Regions from separate parts of the Mus musculus genome. Here all the other regions are linked to region 2. The links are chromatin contacts, called in public HiChIP or PLAC-seq maps. All regions are on one chromosome and are shown on one strand. Each heading gives the region's core, a stretch centred on a gene start, on an enhancer-like site or on the middle of the called end of the contact. The rest is flanking DNA. Distances are from core to core; before and after follow the strand shown.

Region 1 (2,700 bases), core at 20-2,519, 410 kb after region 2:
CTCACCCTGGTTTGGCCTATGCTCGGTGCCCTGGGGTTTGGCAAGTGAGAAGTAGGCAAGTGACAAACCTGACTGAAACCAGCCTTTTAATGTTATTGTAAAAATGGCAGACCGCACCTGACCCTAGATTTTTTTTTTTTCTTTTTTGTTATTTTAGAATCTGGCTTCCCAGTGCTCCTTAGGATGAAAACAAGCTTCCTGTTGTGTAAGCTATACTGTGATATGTGAAGCTAAGGAATTCCTCTTTGGCTAAAGTTCTATCCTGGGCAGTGAGTCCCAGCTTGGGATTTTTTTTTTTTAATAACCAGAATGCGGTTTGCATAAAATGTATTACAAAGATGAACTATGAAAGCCAAAAGGCCAATGTTTTTAAGCATGCAGCTCTTGGCCACCGTGATGGACTAGCGGTGAAGGACGTGGGTCTGGGATGGTCCTGCTATGCTTGATATAACCATGCAGAAAGAAGTGTTTAATCAAAGCAAAAGCAGAAGCAAAACCTTCAGTTTCATTCCGATGCTCTGCATTACGCAAATTTCAAATAAAAAAAAAAAAAAGCTTTGGAAATTTGTAAACAATTTGCAAGGTATATTTGATCACATCATGAATTGCTCCTAAAGCAAAAATAGGTCAGAAATTATATCCACCTTTTCATCTTTTTAAGTGTTCGTTTCTTGGGAAAGCTTTGGTGATACAGCTGCTAAAGGTCACAAGAAGAGTGACTTTAAGATGATTTAAATCTACTTTTTAAAAATGATTTTATTGCTCGCAGTCTATAGTTTATAAGGTCAGAAGATGAAGGGGAACAAGACCTTCTAGAGTGCAGGGCTTTGATAAGGCAGGTTATTATTTCAGGGGTGAGTTGAGAGGGGTCTAATGAAGTGACTCCAAAGAGCAGCTTGCCAGCTGTGTGACTGTCTGCAAAACCTGACCCTTCCCAACATCGAGCCTTACCGGGAAGAGGAAGGCGCTCCGAAAGTCTTTGCAGAGGGCTGAGAATCTTGTGATTTGGGAAATGAAACTCTGATGTAGTACATATAATCAGAGACACCCATGCCACTGGGATAATGTCACAGACTCCAGAGAAGATAAGCCTTGTCCTTCTGTCATGGCTGCCTGAGGGTAGACAATGGCCACACCTACGCCAACTAGATGAAGGAAAACCCCCCGAGAGTGCCAGGGAATAGCATGGAATGCTGAGGTTTATCTGACTCTTGCATTGCTCGGAAAGCTTTGTTGATGAGCCTTGATCCCAGCGGTTGACATGACTTCATAGTGTGGTCTCTGACATAGCAGGCTAAGAATCTCCACAAAACCGCAGGCTCAGCTGCTGCCTCTTGGTCCCTAGGGCCAGCTCCGATGCATTCTTTCTCAATTTGGGGATGAAGTGTAACATTTCTAATTGCTCCCTGTTTTGTGATCCAGTTCTAACAGAAGCAAGCATAAAGGCATGATGCCGGAACGTGGGCCCTGAGTAAAGTCGTGTCTTTAAAGGTCATTCTGTTACTCTAAGACAGACCTTAGGGTGTCTAGGTAAGTAAATAGCCTTGGACAAATCAGCCATGCAAACAGGCCTAGGTGCTTGTGGCCTTGGCTGGCTTTCTCTGAAGTTGACTTGCAGGCATCTGTGACCCCCATTATCTGTTTATTCTGTTCCCACTGCACTTGACCAATGGCAGGCACACAGGGCTACACTGCACCTGAGTTGTCTCAGAAAAGGAAAAAGTTTTACAGCACGCAAAGGTACTTTATGGTTCGACCGGATATAAACACTTACAATAATTGTGGTAGTTACTAAACAGGGAATAGGCTATTTGGGAGCTAACAATATATCCTGACAACATAATGTTCTCTCTTCCTTTATTTGTTGAGATGTTGCCCTTTTCCAAAAAGGCATATTCTGGAATGTCCTCTTTAACATACTCCATTTGAGAAAGGTTTATAAGGCTCACAAAGTTTCTGTGATTATTCTTTTAAACAAAAATTTCTTCCTATAAACTGTTCAAATATTCTGCTAAAAGAAATCTATGTGGCTACTGTTGGTATTTCAGTTGTGGCATGATGCCCAACATATTATGTAGAATGCTCATTTAACCACCTCCATCAGGAGGAGGAAGAGACCAAGGATCAGGGAGGTTAAAAGAGGCGACCTAGGTCTTGCATTAGGATGTTGATACTTGAAACAAGTATTTTTTGTTTCCAGTCTTTGTCTATAACTATGAACTTTTCCAAATTCTTCTGAAGGAGCTAGACTGTACATAACAGATAAAAATACAGAAAAGTTTCTAATATAACTTCTATATGTATACACATACACACATATGCATTAATGCATTAACTGGTAATTAAATCACATAGAATAAGATGTGGAGAAAGGACATCTATAAGGAAGGGTTTACCAAACTCTGCTAAAAATAGAACTTCTTGTTGGCAAAAATGAGGAGAGAAAGTAGAATCACTAAGCAACATTTTCCAAAGGTCGTGGCAGGTTCCCAGAAGGCGCTACAGGAGACCACTGGGTTTCCTGTTGGACTGACATCCCTAAAAGATTTATAGAGGTGAGGGCAGGGAACATTTGATGACCATCAAAACAGAGTGCTCTGGCCACCTAGTCAAAGCCCCTCATGTGGCTTCTTGCTCTCCTGATACTCTGTGGTTGACTTTACTGACACCATTTTGGGGACAGCAATCAGAGCCTCATAG
Region 2 (2,700 bases), core at 157-2,656:
TCCAGGCATAAAATAGATAGGAAGCCTACTTCATATCTGTTTGATCTGTATAAGCAGAAAAATTTCTCAAATGAAAGAAAGGCTACATTGGATCGTGGCAAAAGGCAATCTCAGCCAGTGAATCAATTCCAGATTTGAGCCAGTTTGCAGACCCAGAACCCCTTGAGTGAAGGTGTGGCCAGGTTCCTCTGAGAAAGGATCTTGATAAGATAGCTAAAAGTTTTGTTGTTAGCCTTTCCCCAATTCTTCCCCAGAGGGACCTATGGCCTTTTACAAGGGTAACTGTACACTGGGGGAAAGGAAATAATCAGACTTTCCAGGGGTCTGTTGGATACTGGTTCTGAGTTGACACTGATCCTAGGAGATCCCAAGAAACATTGTGGTCCTCCAGTTAAAGTAGGAGCTTATGGAGGACAGGTGATTAATGGAGTTTTGACTGATGTCTGACTCATAGTAGGTCAACTAGGTCCCTGAACACATCCTATGGTCATTCCCCCAGTTCCAGAATGTATTGGGATAGATATACTCTGAAATTGGCAGAATTCTCACATTGGTTCCCTGACCTGTGGAGTGAGGGCTATTATGGTTGGAAAGGCTAAATGGAAGGAAACCTTTAGAGCTGCCTCTGCCAAAGAAAATAGTGAATCAAAAACAGTATCGTATTCCTGCAGGAATTGCAGAAATTACTGCTACTATCAAGGACTTAAGATGCAGGGTTGGTGGTTCCCACCACTTGTCCCTTTAACTCTCCTATTTGGCCAGTGGAAAAGACAGATGGATCATCGAGAATGACAGTTGACTATAGAAAACTAAATCAGGTAGTAACTCCAATTGCAGCTGCTGTACCAGATGTAGTTTTGTTACTTGAGCAAATTAACACAGCTCCTTGTACTTGGTATGCAACTATTGATCTAGCAAATGCCTTCTTCTCAGTACCTGTCCATAAGGAGCACCAGAAGCAATTTGCTTTCAGTTGACAAGGCCAGCAATATACCTTCACAGTTTTGCCTCAAGGATATATTATCTCTCCTGCCCTGTGTCATAACTTAGTTAGAAGGGATCTTGTCTCTTCCACAAAATTGGTGCATTATATTGATGACATTATGCTGATTGGACCAAGTGAGCAGGAAGTAGCAACCACTTTGGACTCTTTGGTAACACATATGGGTATCAGAGAATGGGAAATAAATCCAACCAAAATTCAAGGACCATCTACCTCAGTGAAATTCTTAGGAGTCCAGAGGTATGGGGCATGCAGAGATATTCCTTCTAAGGTGAAAGATAAGTTATTTTGCCTGGCCCCTCCCACCACCAAGAAAGAAGCACAGTATTTAGTGGGTCTACTTGGATTCTGGAGACAGCACATTCCTCACTTGGGTGTGTTACTCAGGCCTATTTACCAAGTGACTCAGAAAGCTGCTAGCTTTGTGTGGGGCCTAGAACAGGAGAAGGCTCTTCAGCAGGTCCAGGCTGCTGTGCAATCTGTTCTACCACTTAAGCCATATGACCCAGCAGACCCGATGGAACTTGAGGTGTTGGTGGCAGATAGAGATGCTGTTTGGAGCCTCTGGCAGGCCCCTGTAGGTGGATCACAGAAGAGACCTTTGGGATTTTGGAGCAAAGCTCTACTACCATCATCTGCAGACAACTATTCTTCCTTTGAAAAGCAGCTCTTGGCCTGCTATTGGGCCTTAGTGGAAACTGAACGTTTGACAGTAGTACACCAAGTTACTATGCGACCTGAACTACCCATCATGAGCTGGGTGTTACCAGACCCTCCAAGTGATAAAGTAGGACATGCACAGCAGCAGTCTATTATCAAATGGAAGTGGTATATACGTGATTGGGCCCGAGCAGGTTGTGAAGGCACAAGCAAGTTACATGAAGAAGTTGCTCTAAATGCCTATGGTTTCTCCTCCTGTTACAATGCTATCTACTATCAAGCATGTGCCTATGGCCTCATGGGGTGTTCCCTATGACTGGCTGTCTGAAGAGGAGAAGACTAGGACAGGGTTTACTGATGACTCTGCACGTTATGCAGGCACCACCCAGAAGTGTACAGCTGCAGCATTACAACCCCTTTCTGGGACAACCCTGAAAGACACAGGTGAAGGGAAATCTTCATAGTGGGCAGAACTTCTAGCAGTACACATGGTATTACAATTTGTTTGGAAGAAGAAATGGCCAGATGTACGATTATTCACTGACTCATGGGCTGTAGCCAATGGATTGGCTAGATGGTCAGGGACTTGGAAAGATCACAATTGGAAAATTGGTGAGAAAACATCTGGGGAAGAAGTATGTGGATAGATCTCTCCAAGTGGGCAAAGGATGTGAAGATATTTGTGTTCCATGTTAATGCTTATCAAAAGGTGACTTCAGCTGAGGAGGAGTTCAGTAATCAAATGGATAGGATGACCCGTTCTCTAGTCAGTCAGCCTCTTCCCCAGACATCCTTGACATTGCTCAATGGGCACATGAACAAAGTGGCCATGGTGGCTGAGATGGAGGTTATATTTGGGCTCAACAACACAGACTTCCACTCACATTGCTTCCTTTCTTCACACTTTCTTTTTATTTACCTTGTGATTAGACATTGTCTTCCAAAAAACTTTTTTTTTTTTTTAAATATCCCTCCTCACGTTGATAGCACATATACTAAACTTGGAATGATACAGAAAATACTAGCATGGCTCTGTG
Region 3 (2,930 bases), core at 386-2,885, 440 kb after region 2:
CTTCACTAAATGCCCGGGTACAGAGGACATTGCAAACATCATCACTTGTCAGAATATAGCCTAATGGGCCACATGAAGTCCAAGACCCATCCTCAGAAAGAAACAGGCTCTTTATAAACTAACTTTATCATACAGTGAATAGGCAGCAGTGGTGCAGAATCCACTACTCTGTGTGTGTGTTAGAATTGCCAGAGAGAGAGAGAGAGAGAGAGAGAGAGAGAGAGAGAGAAGGAAAAAAGAAAAAAAAAAGAAAGAAAAAAGAACATTTGATTTGGATGGGTAAGGATATGAAGGATTTTGCTGGGTGGGTTAAGTGGTGCAAGGGTGGAGTTACTCAAGCAAAGGAAACATAAAAGCGAGGCACAGAAGCATGAAGAGGCAAGGGAGCCCTCATGGAAAATCACTGTATGTGGGGTGGGGGGTGGGGGTGGGGAGTGGGATTCAGGCGTCGGGGAAGGGTGGGGTTCTCTCTGCATAATGATTCTTCACATATTTCTTGACAAGGACTTGTGATTTTTTTTTTTTTTTTTTTTTTTTTTTTGCTTAGTTCAGGTGAAGCATTCAGACTACGAATCTATTAAAATAGCAGGTATTTCAAAGACCTCACCAACCTTGGGCAAAATGAATTCACAATGCAGTTGACTTGAAATGATAAGGTGATGTTACAATTAAATTGCTTTGATGAAATAAGACTCTTTATTGTTCTGTATGGCTGCTCTAGCGAAAGTATTTGGTAAAGTTATAACTGCATGAGGAGAAGGTGAAGGCTCAGAGGGAAGAGGCATTTGTTTCCAGGACTGGAAACTGTTAGGTTTCAAACCCTAGACAAATGGCAGAGGGGCCTACTTAACATATCAAAGGAGAGGCTTCCAGGTTCTCCCAGATAAGGGGCCATCCTGGCTGGCTGGTGTGCTCCATCCCCTGCCCTGAATTCTCCAGCCCATTGGGCTGGGCTGCCCTTCCTCCAGCTTCCCTTCGCTATATAATCTAACCATTTTGGTTACCTAGTCTCTTTTTGTACCTTTGGGCCTCCTGGCTGCTGGTTCCCCTCTCTCTCCTCTCTCTCTTCCCTTCCCCCCTCTCCTCGAATGGCTCAGGGTTATGTCTACTTTGGACCCTCCCAGATGTTCCCACCTTCTTCCATGTCAACAATGAACCATCTCCTCCACCATGCCTCACTGGAATCAGGCACATTCCTTTCCCTTTTTATTCTTTCAGAACCCACATGAGATGAACAGGGAGGAGGAGAGTTCGGACTCCTGCAAGCTACCCTCTGCCCTTCACATGCTACACTCTGTGGCACGAAGGCCCCAAAACCCATAGGCACACAAATAAAAGCCAAAATAAATATAGAGCCGGCAGAAGTTGACCACTAGGTAGTGATCTGCCAAAGGCAAACACGAATTTGATTCCGGTCACTCTTCTTCCCTTTGCCTTTAACACAAATGCAATGACTTATCCTTAATTGAAATACCAACAAAGAATGTTATTTCTGCGATTGCCTAATTCCACACCAAGGTCCAATGCATTTGAATGTGAGATTTCAACAGTTCTGCTGCATGTCCACTAGAGGCCTGTGAAGAGCTTCCCCCCCAACCCCGAGTCTCATAACCAAACCGGCCTAAACAGAAACAAATGAGAAATCTTGAGTCAATACTGATAAGAGTCAGATCAAATTTACATGTCTCCTCATGGTCAAGGTCATACACAGGAATAAAACAAACAAGATTCAGTACTCTTTCCAAACTGCATAGTACTTAGTTATAAACATTACAAAACAAGGGAAGAAAAAAAAAAGGCAGTGTTAAAAGCTAAGTTTCGAAAGGTTCAGCCACAATTCCAGAAGGCTGGCAGGCTCTGGCAAACTTTGCCTAAGCAGACGCTGGAATAGAAATTGCTTGCCTAATGAGCTTCCCGGTCCTCCAGTGCATTTTGAATTCAAAAGACATACAAGAGACAGGGCCCTGGGCCTGCGGGAAAGTAAACAGAATAGCAATCTAAGACAGATGGTCTGGAAAGGGACTTCTTAAATAGCGACAACAGGGCAGTAAACAGAGGTCAGTGAGCTACAGCCCAGGAGTGCCAAGAAGACATGGACTGAATGGTCCCTGAGGTGAAGGACAATCAATTGCAGGAGGGGACTGAGTGACCTAGACGAGGTGCTTACCATGTCTGCCAGGCGAGCACAGCTTGCTGGGCTGTGCATATGGGGGAAATTACTAGAAGAAATGAGGTGTCCTGTGACAGTCTGCAGGCAGCCTTGCTACCAGCTCCCCAAATAGGGCCTTCTCAGTGCCTCCTCGGACAAACAAGACAAAAACATCCTAAGCACCCCGTGCACAGGAGTCTCTTTGCAGAAGTGGCCTGCTTTCCACTAGGCTCAGTTAATTAGCAGGAGAGTCGGACAGAGTGGAAAGAAAGAGCCTTTTGTTTGGAGAACCTGTGAAAATATCCCCTCAGAAGCCTGTAACTTTCCCTACAGATTACCCTGGCCCTGAGGACAAGCCCCGGTGCCAGAAGGCACTGCTGTCCCCTCCACACAGCCCACATTCAAAAGGCAGTTAGTTCTCTTTGTTGTCCCCAGGGAGTCAAGCCTTAATGGGTTTACAATGTGGCAGGCTCTTTTGGAGAGTGTCTGCTGCCAGAATCAGGGCAGAGAGAACCCCAGTGAGTGCCTCAGATGTTGAGGTGACCCTGCCTGCACTCTAAGGGAAGCAGCACTCACCCCAGGCCTTGAGAACCCCTGCAAGAGCACCCTGAGAGGTCATGGGATCTGAAAGTGAATCTGCCATTATTGCGAGCAGATGGCCGAAGACCTGGAGACTTCACTCTTCAGACAGGACTGTGAGCATCAGTGTCCCCAGATCAATCCCAGGTGAGAAGAGTCACTGCTGTTGTGACATCACCCTGTGTTTCCAGTTAATCTTGCT

The links. HiChIP or PLAC-seq counts read pairs in DNA pulled down with a chosen protein or histone mark.
Region 1: a FOXA1 HiChIP or PLAC-seq map of pancreatic cancer cells shows a contact between it and region 2. The contact joins two enhancer-like sites. A contact is called at or near these places in 1 of 484 Hi-C or Micro-C datasets (cerebral cortex) and 1 of 115 datasets of contacts at active chromatin or transcription factors (pancreatic cancer cells).
Region 3: an HNF4G HiChIP or PLAC-seq map of pancreatic cancer cells shows a contact between it and region 2. The contact joins two enhancer-like sites. A contact is called at or near these places in 1 of 484 Hi-C or Micro-C datasets (nephron progenitors) and 1 of 115 datasets of contacts at active chromatin or transcription factors (pancreatic cancer cells).

The regions. Positions count from the first base shown.
Region 1 is chr5:151,111,627-151,114,326 of GRCm38.p6, forward strand. The region is part of intron 1 of Stard13 (StAR-related lipid transfer (START) domain containing 13); the gene reads right to left. Among named protein-coding and RNA genes, the nearest start is that of Stard13, 77 kb to the right of the region's middle. Within about 2 kb of position 1,270, at least 56 of the 459 cell types and tissues checked have an H3K27ac peak or open chromatin away from gene starts, as enhancers often do. A contact at or near this core is called in pancreatic cancer cells, where this site is marked.
Region 2 is chr5:150,705,410-150,708,109 of GRCm38.p6, forward strand. The region is part of intron 1 of Pds5b (PDS5 cohesin associated factor B); the gene reads left to right. It also overlaps the pseudogene Gm24630. Among named protein-coding and RNA genes, the nearest start is that of Pds5b, 33 kb to the left of the region's middle. Within about 2 kb of position 1,407, at least 27 of the 459 cell types and tissues checked have an H3K27ac peak or open chromatin away from gene starts, as enhancers often do. A contact at or near this core is called in pancreatic cancer cells, where this site is marked.
Region 3 is chr5:151,140,871-151,143,800 of GRCm38.p6, forward strand. All of the region lies in intron 1 of Stard13 (StAR-related lipid transfer (START) domain containing 13), which reads right to left. Among named protein-coding and RNA genes, the nearest start is that of Stard13, 48 kb to the right of the region's middle. Within about 2 kb of position 1,636, at least 151 of the 459 cell types and tissues checked have an H3K27ac peak or open chromatin away from gene starts, as enhancers often do. A contact at or near this core is called in pancreatic cancer cells, where this site is marked.